Regions from separate parts of the Hordeum vulgare genome. Here region 1 is linked to region 2. A link is a contact called in public Hi-C data. All regions are on one chromosome and are shown on one strand. The core of a region is the stretch at or near the end of the contact, and the rest is flanking DNA. Distances in the headings are between cores, read along the strand shown. Region 1 has its middle 130 kb from the start of LOC123409775. Region 2 has its middle 15 kb from the start of LOC123408954.

Evidence for each region. Hi-C and Micro-C count contacts between places; a contact is called where the count stands out from the background.
Region 1: a contact with region 2 is called in a Hi-C map of seedling, with 2.5 times the contacts expected there. The contact joins two enhancer-like sites. A contact is called at or near these places in 2 of 6 Hi-C or Micro-C datasets (leaf and seedling).

What each region holds. Positions count from the first base shown.
Region 1 is chr7H:182,876,601-182,880,995 of MorexV3_pseudomolecules_assembly, forward strand. No RefSeq gene overlaps it. Among protein-coding and RNA genes, the nearest start is that of LOC123409775, 130 kb to the right of the region's middle. Within about 2 kb of position 2,996, at least 3 of the 3 cell types and tissues checked have open chromatin away from gene starts, as enhancers often do. A contact at or near this core is called in leaf and seedling, where this site is marked.
Region 2 is chr7H:182,454,593-182,458,709 of MorexV3_pseudomolecules_assembly, forward strand. No RefSeq gene overlaps it. Among protein-coding and RNA genes, the nearest start is that of LOC123408954, 15 kb to the left of the region's middle. Within about 2 kb of position 1,914, at least 3 of the 3 cell types and tissues checked have open chromatin away from gene starts, as enhancers often do. A contact at or near this core is called in leaf and seedling, where this site is marked.

The sequences.
Region 1 (4,395 bases), core at 1,746-4,245, 420 kb after region 2:
GGACATCCATTTGAGGTAAATTTGTTGTTCTCCTACGAAACTCTATACTTGAAGGTACAACGACGTTTATAAGAATAAACTTGTGTAGTAGACATCACGAGACACATAGGCCTACGTGGTGTTTGGCCTGTTGGGTGTATTTTGGGAATTTCTGTCCTATTGGTTTATTTTCAGGCCATATATAAAAAATAAAAAGATAAACATAAACAAATTGTGGATTGTCGACCCACGTGCCCAACCTTCAAGCGTAGCCACGACCCATAGCGTCCCACGGGTCATGCCTACATGCTAACGAGCCAACCGAGCTAGCATGGCTAGATGGCGAGCTTTGGTTGGTTATGATTACTAGCAATGCATGCATCCCATGGACTAGACCTCTTATTGGACTCCCGTGTGCGTCCGGTAGACATGCTTTCACTGAGGGGGTGTTATAACATCCCGGGCCATTCGCAAGAATCGACCAAATGAAAACAGTGATGAAACATAATAGCATAGGATGGGACTAATACTCCTCACCTCGAGTTAGAGAGGAGTGTCGATAGCTTGTAAAACCAGCAAATGAAGTGACGGTAAAGCTGGCAAATGAGGTTTGTTATTAGTGAAACACTAATTTTAAAGTACTAACTTGAGGGAAGGTCCGTTTTTCTTCTTCAAAATTTTCAACATTTATTGAAAAAATCGTGAACAATTTTTCTTAAAGATGCAATAATATTTGAAAATCACGAACAAATTTCCAATTCTAACAAACTTCTAAGACGTGAACAAATATTTTTAAAAGGTGAACATAAGTTTGAAAAATGTGAACAAACTTTTGAAATTCTGAACATTTATTGAATTATTTATATACGATGAACAATTTCGTAATATAAGCAGAATAAATTTCAAAATACACGCTATTTTTTTTGTGATATAGGATGAACAATATTTAAATGCATATTGAAGATATTTGTGATATACAATGAATAAAATATTTAAATACACATTGAACATTTTTGTGATACAGGACAAAGTATTTAAATACACGTTGAGCATTTTTTTGTTATATACCCTGACCAATTTTAAAATACATAATGAATATCTACAAAAATGTTCATAAGTTCAAAATCTGCACGGCTTGAATAAAATCGTACTACAAAAAGAAGATAAAAATATGGTCTCCGTGGCTGGTGAGTCACGATGGCAGGAAGACTGAGGTTGGCTTGTTCTATATGAATAATTTCCAAAGAGCAGTTTTAACATGCTTTCTTTTACTACTTCTTTTTATATGAGAGGTAAGAGTATATAATAGATATAATAGATTTGGACCGTTGATCTCATCATGGGCGGAGCCATGATTTGGGTATAGGGGAGTCAAGCCAACTTAATAAAAACTACGGTGTAAAAACAATCAAATTAAATAAGGTTGAGAAGTTGTACATCACTGTCGTTAACAATTTTAGTAGGTTGCAAACTTGAAGCAAAAAACAAACAAATTAACCTCGATGGTGTTTTGCGATGCTTTTCCTATTAATAACTGCTCAATTGCAATCTTATAATTAGTTATATTATACAAGTTGAACATGTAAATTTTTTGGCATAACAAACTGCAGATAGGAACTCGTCTACGATAATTTGCATCATGATAATTTATAGGACACATAGAAGACATGAACTATTCATAACATCTTGCATCACACAACAAAACAAGCAAAATACAGTATGATTTATAATTTTGACACCGACACCAGATGAGAATTGAAAGAGATTAGAAAATTGTGATGTGTTAACCTTGACCAATTCGTTTGCTGGAGTAGTGAATTAGGTTGCATCGCTGCCGTATGAGGGGATGTTTCTTTACACAGACTCTTTGTTGTAGGGACTAAAAAAAGTCTCTTTTAGTCCCATGTGAAAGAAACAGGACGGACTTTTAGAGACTAAAAGGCGGTACTTGGGACTAAAGAAAGAAGTCCCTATGCAAGGGCCTTTTTGGTACTTCTTTGACACTTTTTCCAACAAAGCCCCTACTTTTAGCATGTAATTTAATAACTTCTAATACATTACTAGAGGTAACATGGTCTTTTTGCATGTCATTTAATAACCTGTAGTCCTAGTTTAGTCCCTGGAAAAAAACAATAGGGACTAGGGACTTTTTTGTTAGGATTAAAAAAAATAGTAAGACTTTTTAAAGAGGAGCCTGAATCAGATGGGCTCGCCGTGCAGGGAGAGCATAGGCGGGAGGGAGCCAAGGGCATGGGACAGCGGCATCGCGCCTAATCACAAGTACCCAACTTCCATGAGATTAGGGCGGAGGCTAATTTGCCAATCCAACTTCGCTCGAGTGTTTGTGATATAAGATGAACAATATGTAAATAGATATTGTGATATACGCCTAACAAAATATTTAAATACAAATAAAACGTTTTTATGATATATGCTCAAGAAAGAATTTAAATACATATTGAACTTTTTGTGATATAAGCTGAACATTTTTAAAATACACAATGGACATTTAAAAATTATGGTGAACATTTTTGTAATATAGGGTAACAATCTGCACTACTTAAATAAAATCTCACTAAAAAAGAAGAGAAGAATATAGTAGTCGCCATGGCTGGTGAGTCAGGATGGCGGGAAGATCGGGGTTGGCTTGTGCTACGTGTGGGTGATCTTGCATTATTACTTTGTTATAAAAAAAATGCGAGGGTTTGCTATTTTTAATCTGGTATATTACTCCGCATTTGATTTTGATTTTTATTTTTGCAAAGAAGCGATGTGATTAACTTAAATGGCATGAATGCTGCAAACGATATACTTTAGAACCTGGGCACATGGAACCGTACCGTAGGAAACATGCGTGATATAAAAAATTATACAGGTACGGACCACGTCCGATCTCGTACTTTTCTAATTCTCGGTCTCCGAGAGCTTCCATGATTGCTGTATAATAATACCAAAATGATAGTAACCCTGTCGTAGCACCAGTACGTGAGGCAGTACTACTAGTAGTCTCTTCTCCTCGTCTCGTTCTAGGGAAAGGAAAAGGCTACACGCACCACAACAATGCACACAGTAAGAAACCCTCCTCTCTAGTCTTGAAATCAAATCAAATTAGTAGCAAGTCCTTTTCGAGCACGTCTGACTGTCCGAGCTTAGAAAACTTGTCCACCCCGTCGCGATCAAAATCCATCACATCCCGAGCAAGATGCCATCCACCTACAATTTACAAAAGGAGCCCGTCCTTGCCCTGAAAAAGAAAGGCGAGTGAACTGTCGTAGGCGTACTTATATATTCACACGAATTTTCTAGGCGAGCGAGCGTGCATCGGCAGTCGACGACTCGTCACATGGACCGGCGTTCCACCGTCGAGCAGAGCTATGCCGTCCCTCGACGGTAGTGGTACGTGCATGGCTCACACGACACATTCTCTGACCGTCTGCATGTGGTAAGATCATCGTGCAGGAGAATACGCAGATTTCGTGTACGCGAGAAAGGGAAACGGAGCAGAAGAGGTGGTCACGGCCCCGTCACATATCTTATCACGAGCAAGGACGGACGGAAGGAAGGACGCTAGTTAGCCAGGGCCATAGTCGCGGGGACACGCGTGCCGTCCGGCCGGGGCAAGCGTACGAGCGCGCGGCCGTGCGGCGACACGGCGCGTGCGGAGGCGGAAAAGAGAAAGGCGTTAGGCGAACGCGGGAAGGAAGGGGAGGAGTCTCGCGCGCGCGCACACGAGAAAAGAAAAGGAAGGGAAGGGTGGGGTGGTACACGACACGAGTACCGGCGGGGTGGCGGTGGTGGTGCCGCCATCGGGAAGCCGGGCGGGGAAAGGAATCCGAAAGAACAAATAATTGAGGCGAGGAGCAGGCACCCGCAGGCGGGACCCGCGGTCGTCCTCGCACGGTCGCACCCTACCCCCACTTCTGCCCCTCGCCCGGTCCTGCCCTTGCGAGCTCCGACCCAAACCCAGTCACACTATTTTGTTGAACATATCGTTCGCTTGAACATTCTCGGTACAGATTTCGTATATAGTTTCTCCGTTCTATTTACTCTGCACATGAGGTTTGTCTAATGTATGTTGAATATATGAATAAATTATTATCAGATTTAATACAAACAAGCATTAAATAAATAAAGACAATAGACATATAGATTAGACTAATCATGAAGACAAGCATAGTAGACGAACGCATGAAGTCTATAGCACACACTAGAAACAAGAATTCTAGGACGAACTCAAGCTCAGGGGACAAAATTGCATACGGTGCAAATGAAGTCAAACCGTCAATGTTAATGTTGTCGCCCATGTCGTTGAGGAAGAGGTTGCCCAGATCGAGAAAAGAAGTCGTCGCTGCGAGCAGTCGCGCGAGTGAGCTCCCCAAAAACCCGATCGCCCCTCTCCCGTACAGGATCACGAGA
Region 2 (4,117 bases), core at 664-3,163:
CATTCGTGTGACCACAGCCAATACAGACAACCAAACGCGGAACGAAGAGGCATTGCTACGATATAGGAAGAAAGTACGTAGACAATCAATTAATATGCAGGTGTTTTTTTTGCCTGCATACATTCAGTCAGACCCAACTGAACCAAACATGCAAATGTGCAAAAAAATGCAGACAACCAAACGCGTGGCTGATGATAAACTTGCACGATCAGCTTCTTTTCTGATTCTGCGCTTCAATTTCCGGCAATTGATGTGGTGGTTCGTCACGCTCACGGCTCATCTTGTTGCCTTCTGCATGCCCGCCCCGGGCCCCGGGGAACACAAGTAGACGGCGTGCATTTCTCTTAGGCCCTGTTTGGTTTCAATAAGTCACTTGACTTATAAGTCAGGTGACTTAAAACCAGTGACTTATAAGTCACGCCTGTTTGGTTGTCATCTGACTTATAAGTCACCTTTTCATATAAAAGTGGGTGACTTATAAGTTTTAAGTTGGGGTGGAGCAACTTATGACTTATAAGTTGGGGTGACTTATAAGTTGGATCTGTTTGATAAAATAAATCACTTTTTGCACTTTTCAACTTATAAGTTAGTAACTTATTTGGAACCAAACAGGACCTTAGTTGGACGCTAGCTTCCTTCATATGCACGCTTTTCCTCTTTTTCTTTGTAGCAGGAGAATTGGCAAGGTGTTGGACCATGCATTGCATGGTCAGCTAGCTAATCGATACCGATCGAGACCATGTGACAGGCGTATAACCACAGTAGTTATAGGCTAAGCGCGATATTAGCAGTCGCAGTAGTGGGCATGTGCATACGCGTATCAGCATCGCAACATGCATGCATGCTCCCCCAGCAGCTCAGACCTAACATGCCGCCTCAGCCCAAGCCATAGACCACCTCGGGCAGTGTAGCATGCATATCACCACAGCATACAGCATGGCCAGCTGGAAGTCTTCATCGACAAAACCGTCGCCGTGGCATGTACTCCCAAGTTAATCAACTGTGCTGCAGTACAAGGTTGCTTTGATCGCGGACCGGCGAGCTGTGATCGCATGTTCGCCGCACTAGATTATTGGTTCTTCAGGCCTGGTCCTGGGCGCATTTAGCAATTTCCTGGTACACTGGGCATGTGCTTCCTAGTGATTGTTTACGATGTCGGCAGGAGATCTCGCTTTGGTCCACTACCCAGCAAGTATTTATGCCCCCGCTTTCCAATTGAAAGATTGTCTACTGATCCATTGAAGCTAAATACTTATCACCAATCGTCGAGAGCTGTGGCGACGGAGATCTGAAACGTGGAAAATGAAGTCTCAAGACGTAAGCAAGCTACGCACCGCTGGTTAGTTATGTACGGGGTGTTTGTTTTCAGGGATTTTTTAATGTAGGGATTAAAAAAAGTCTCAAAAAGTCTCATGTGAAACAAACATGAGAGACTTCTAGGGACTAAAAGAAGGTATTTGAGACTATTTGAAGAAGTCCCTATGGAAGGTTTTTTTTGGACTTCTTATCACTTTTTCCAACAATGACCCTACTTTTAGCATGTCATTTAATAACTATTACTACATTACTAAGGGTAATATGGTCTTTTTACCTGTCATTTAATGACCTCTAGGCCTTATTTAGTCCGTGAAAACAAACGGGTAGGGACTAGGGACTAAAAAAAATCTCGGTACTTGTGAAACAAACAGGGTCGTAGCCGGCCGTGATGAGCAAGGACCATCACGCTTCAGCTCGAGCGTTTTGACTTTGACCCGTTCCCATCAGCCAGCTGCATTGTGGCAGTGCTTATCCACCCTGTCATCAACGGGAGGCACATATCTGTGCCTGTGCGGCCGCACAGCCTACGCTTGCGAATCCAGACGCACGAAAATATCCCTTGTGTCAGTCAGGGAAGGCGATCAAGTTGCACCCGGGCCCCCACACGCCCTGCCCCTCCCACGTCAACTTTCCAAGGCTGGACCTGGGACGTACGTACAGACAGTAGGACCTGCCTCTACCCCCACGACCACGAGAAAAAGACGAGCAGATACACATACATAGTACCACGACGACGATGACGACGACGCCGACGCCGACGCCGACGTCGACATGATTGCGCGGGCTCCGACCCGATCCCGTCGCGGCGTGCATGTGGTTCGCAGGATCGAATCGGAAACAAATGGAGCAGGCGCCCGTATGATTGCACGCAGCGCCGCCCCGGCACGGCACAACGGCACGGATGAGAACGCGCCGACGACGCGGGGCCCCGGGTGGGAGAGGGAGAGAGAGCCGTGCCGTGCGGCGGTGCGCCACGCCACCGGCGGCAGCGCGGTCGGCAGGTCACGTTGCTCCCGCGGCCGAACCGGGGCGCGGCCCAGCTGCCCCTGTCCGCCCGACTCGGGCAAACGTCCAAGATTCAATTCCGATCCACAGTGGCCCTGGCTGGCTCCGCTCGCGGTCGTCGTCACGCCGCGCGCCGCGCGGGCTGTGCCACCGGCGGATCCTTATCGGGAGTAGTGCAGCACGGATCAACGGAAAAATATTGGGTGCTGTTCGAGAGCAGACCATTGTCGATGTGAACGACCGAGGAAAGGGCTGTGTAATCGCTGGACGCTGATGCCGTGATGCGAACCCACGATCGATGGTTCCGGGGGTTTCTCTGGATGGGCAGTAGCAGGTAGTCGTGTCAACTGTCGGGGGTCACCCTCGGCGCTCTGTGTGTATGCATGGAGGAAGGTCCCCTGCATCCATCGTGTGGTGCGCGAAGGTAATATTCGTTGGATTGGAACACATTCTGTGCTATTTTACGCAATCGGAAACACCTTTTCTCGTTCGCTAGGGGTCTTTTCTTTGTATAACAGCATGATTAAGAGCAACTTCAACAAGCGCATAAAAGTTTGATGTGTTAAAATAATTTTAATGTGTCACTGTAGCATTTTAGAGTTGCGGAACCAATATTGGTTTACCATATGCTCAAAAACACGCATCGAAAAAACTAACAATACAAATTGTAAAGCGCGCACAATCTGACGCGCGATAGCGCTTTTTATCGCGTGCACAATTTTTTTTAACGCACACATTATTTTACAACATCTGTTGAAGTTGTCCGGCGTCTTAAAAATAAATATTTTAGCGCGCGGAGCAGTTTTTAAACGTGTGTTGGAGATGCTCTAATAATATACTTAATTGTGCAAACCAATCTATGGTTGAAAGGTTTAAGTCCTGGTGCTTGCATTATTTTTATATTTATTTTAAGGTTTCGGGTGATATACTTTCAGTGAAAGGAGACGTTTTCGTCAACGACAACATGTGGTTGAATGGTTAGAGGCAGTGTGGTATCTCCGGCCCATTAGGTTCAAGTCCTGGTGCTTGTATTATTCCTAAACGGTGATATACTTTTATTGGGAGGAGATATTTCCGTCAATGACGAGGCATCTATGGTGGCTTCGTAAATGTCAAGATGATATGCCGGCTTAGTCTTTTAAAGATGCTCACAGAGATAGGGTGTACGTGTATGCGTTTATAGAGATGAGTATATGCGTGTGTATATGGTTACTTACATCTGTACTATCTTAAAAAAATATAGTTCATTATTGGCTCTTACAACTGTCATGACTTCTAAAGTCATTATATATAGTTATTCATATGATAAAGTTGACTTTTTGAGTCGTACATTTTTTTACCTTCTCTTTTTCTCTTTTATATCGTATTTATTATTTTCGTTTGTTAGCACTTCTATAGATAGACCGTTGCACTAGAGTCATAAATCTTGTGATGTGGTGGCTATGAAGGTACATGCAGGTTATAGTGCGTTGCCTGCCTATGTTATGAAAATATAATGGGTTTAGACGGGGTGAGGCGTTTTGGAGGACGAGCTCCATGAAGTTCGTTTTAAATTTTTTTCAAAAATCATATTCTTAAGTTTCAAAAAATTCTGAAAAAATCATACACGTTTATATGGATGTGTTTTACATGTGTGTAAAATTTGATGATGAAATACATTATGGTGCGAGCTACACAAAAAAGACAAATTCCTTCATTTTTTTTGTGAACGGTGAATGTACTGTTCACCCTTTTAAAAACACGATTTTGCCTTTTTTGTGTAGCTCTCACCTTAATGTATTTCATCGTCAGATTT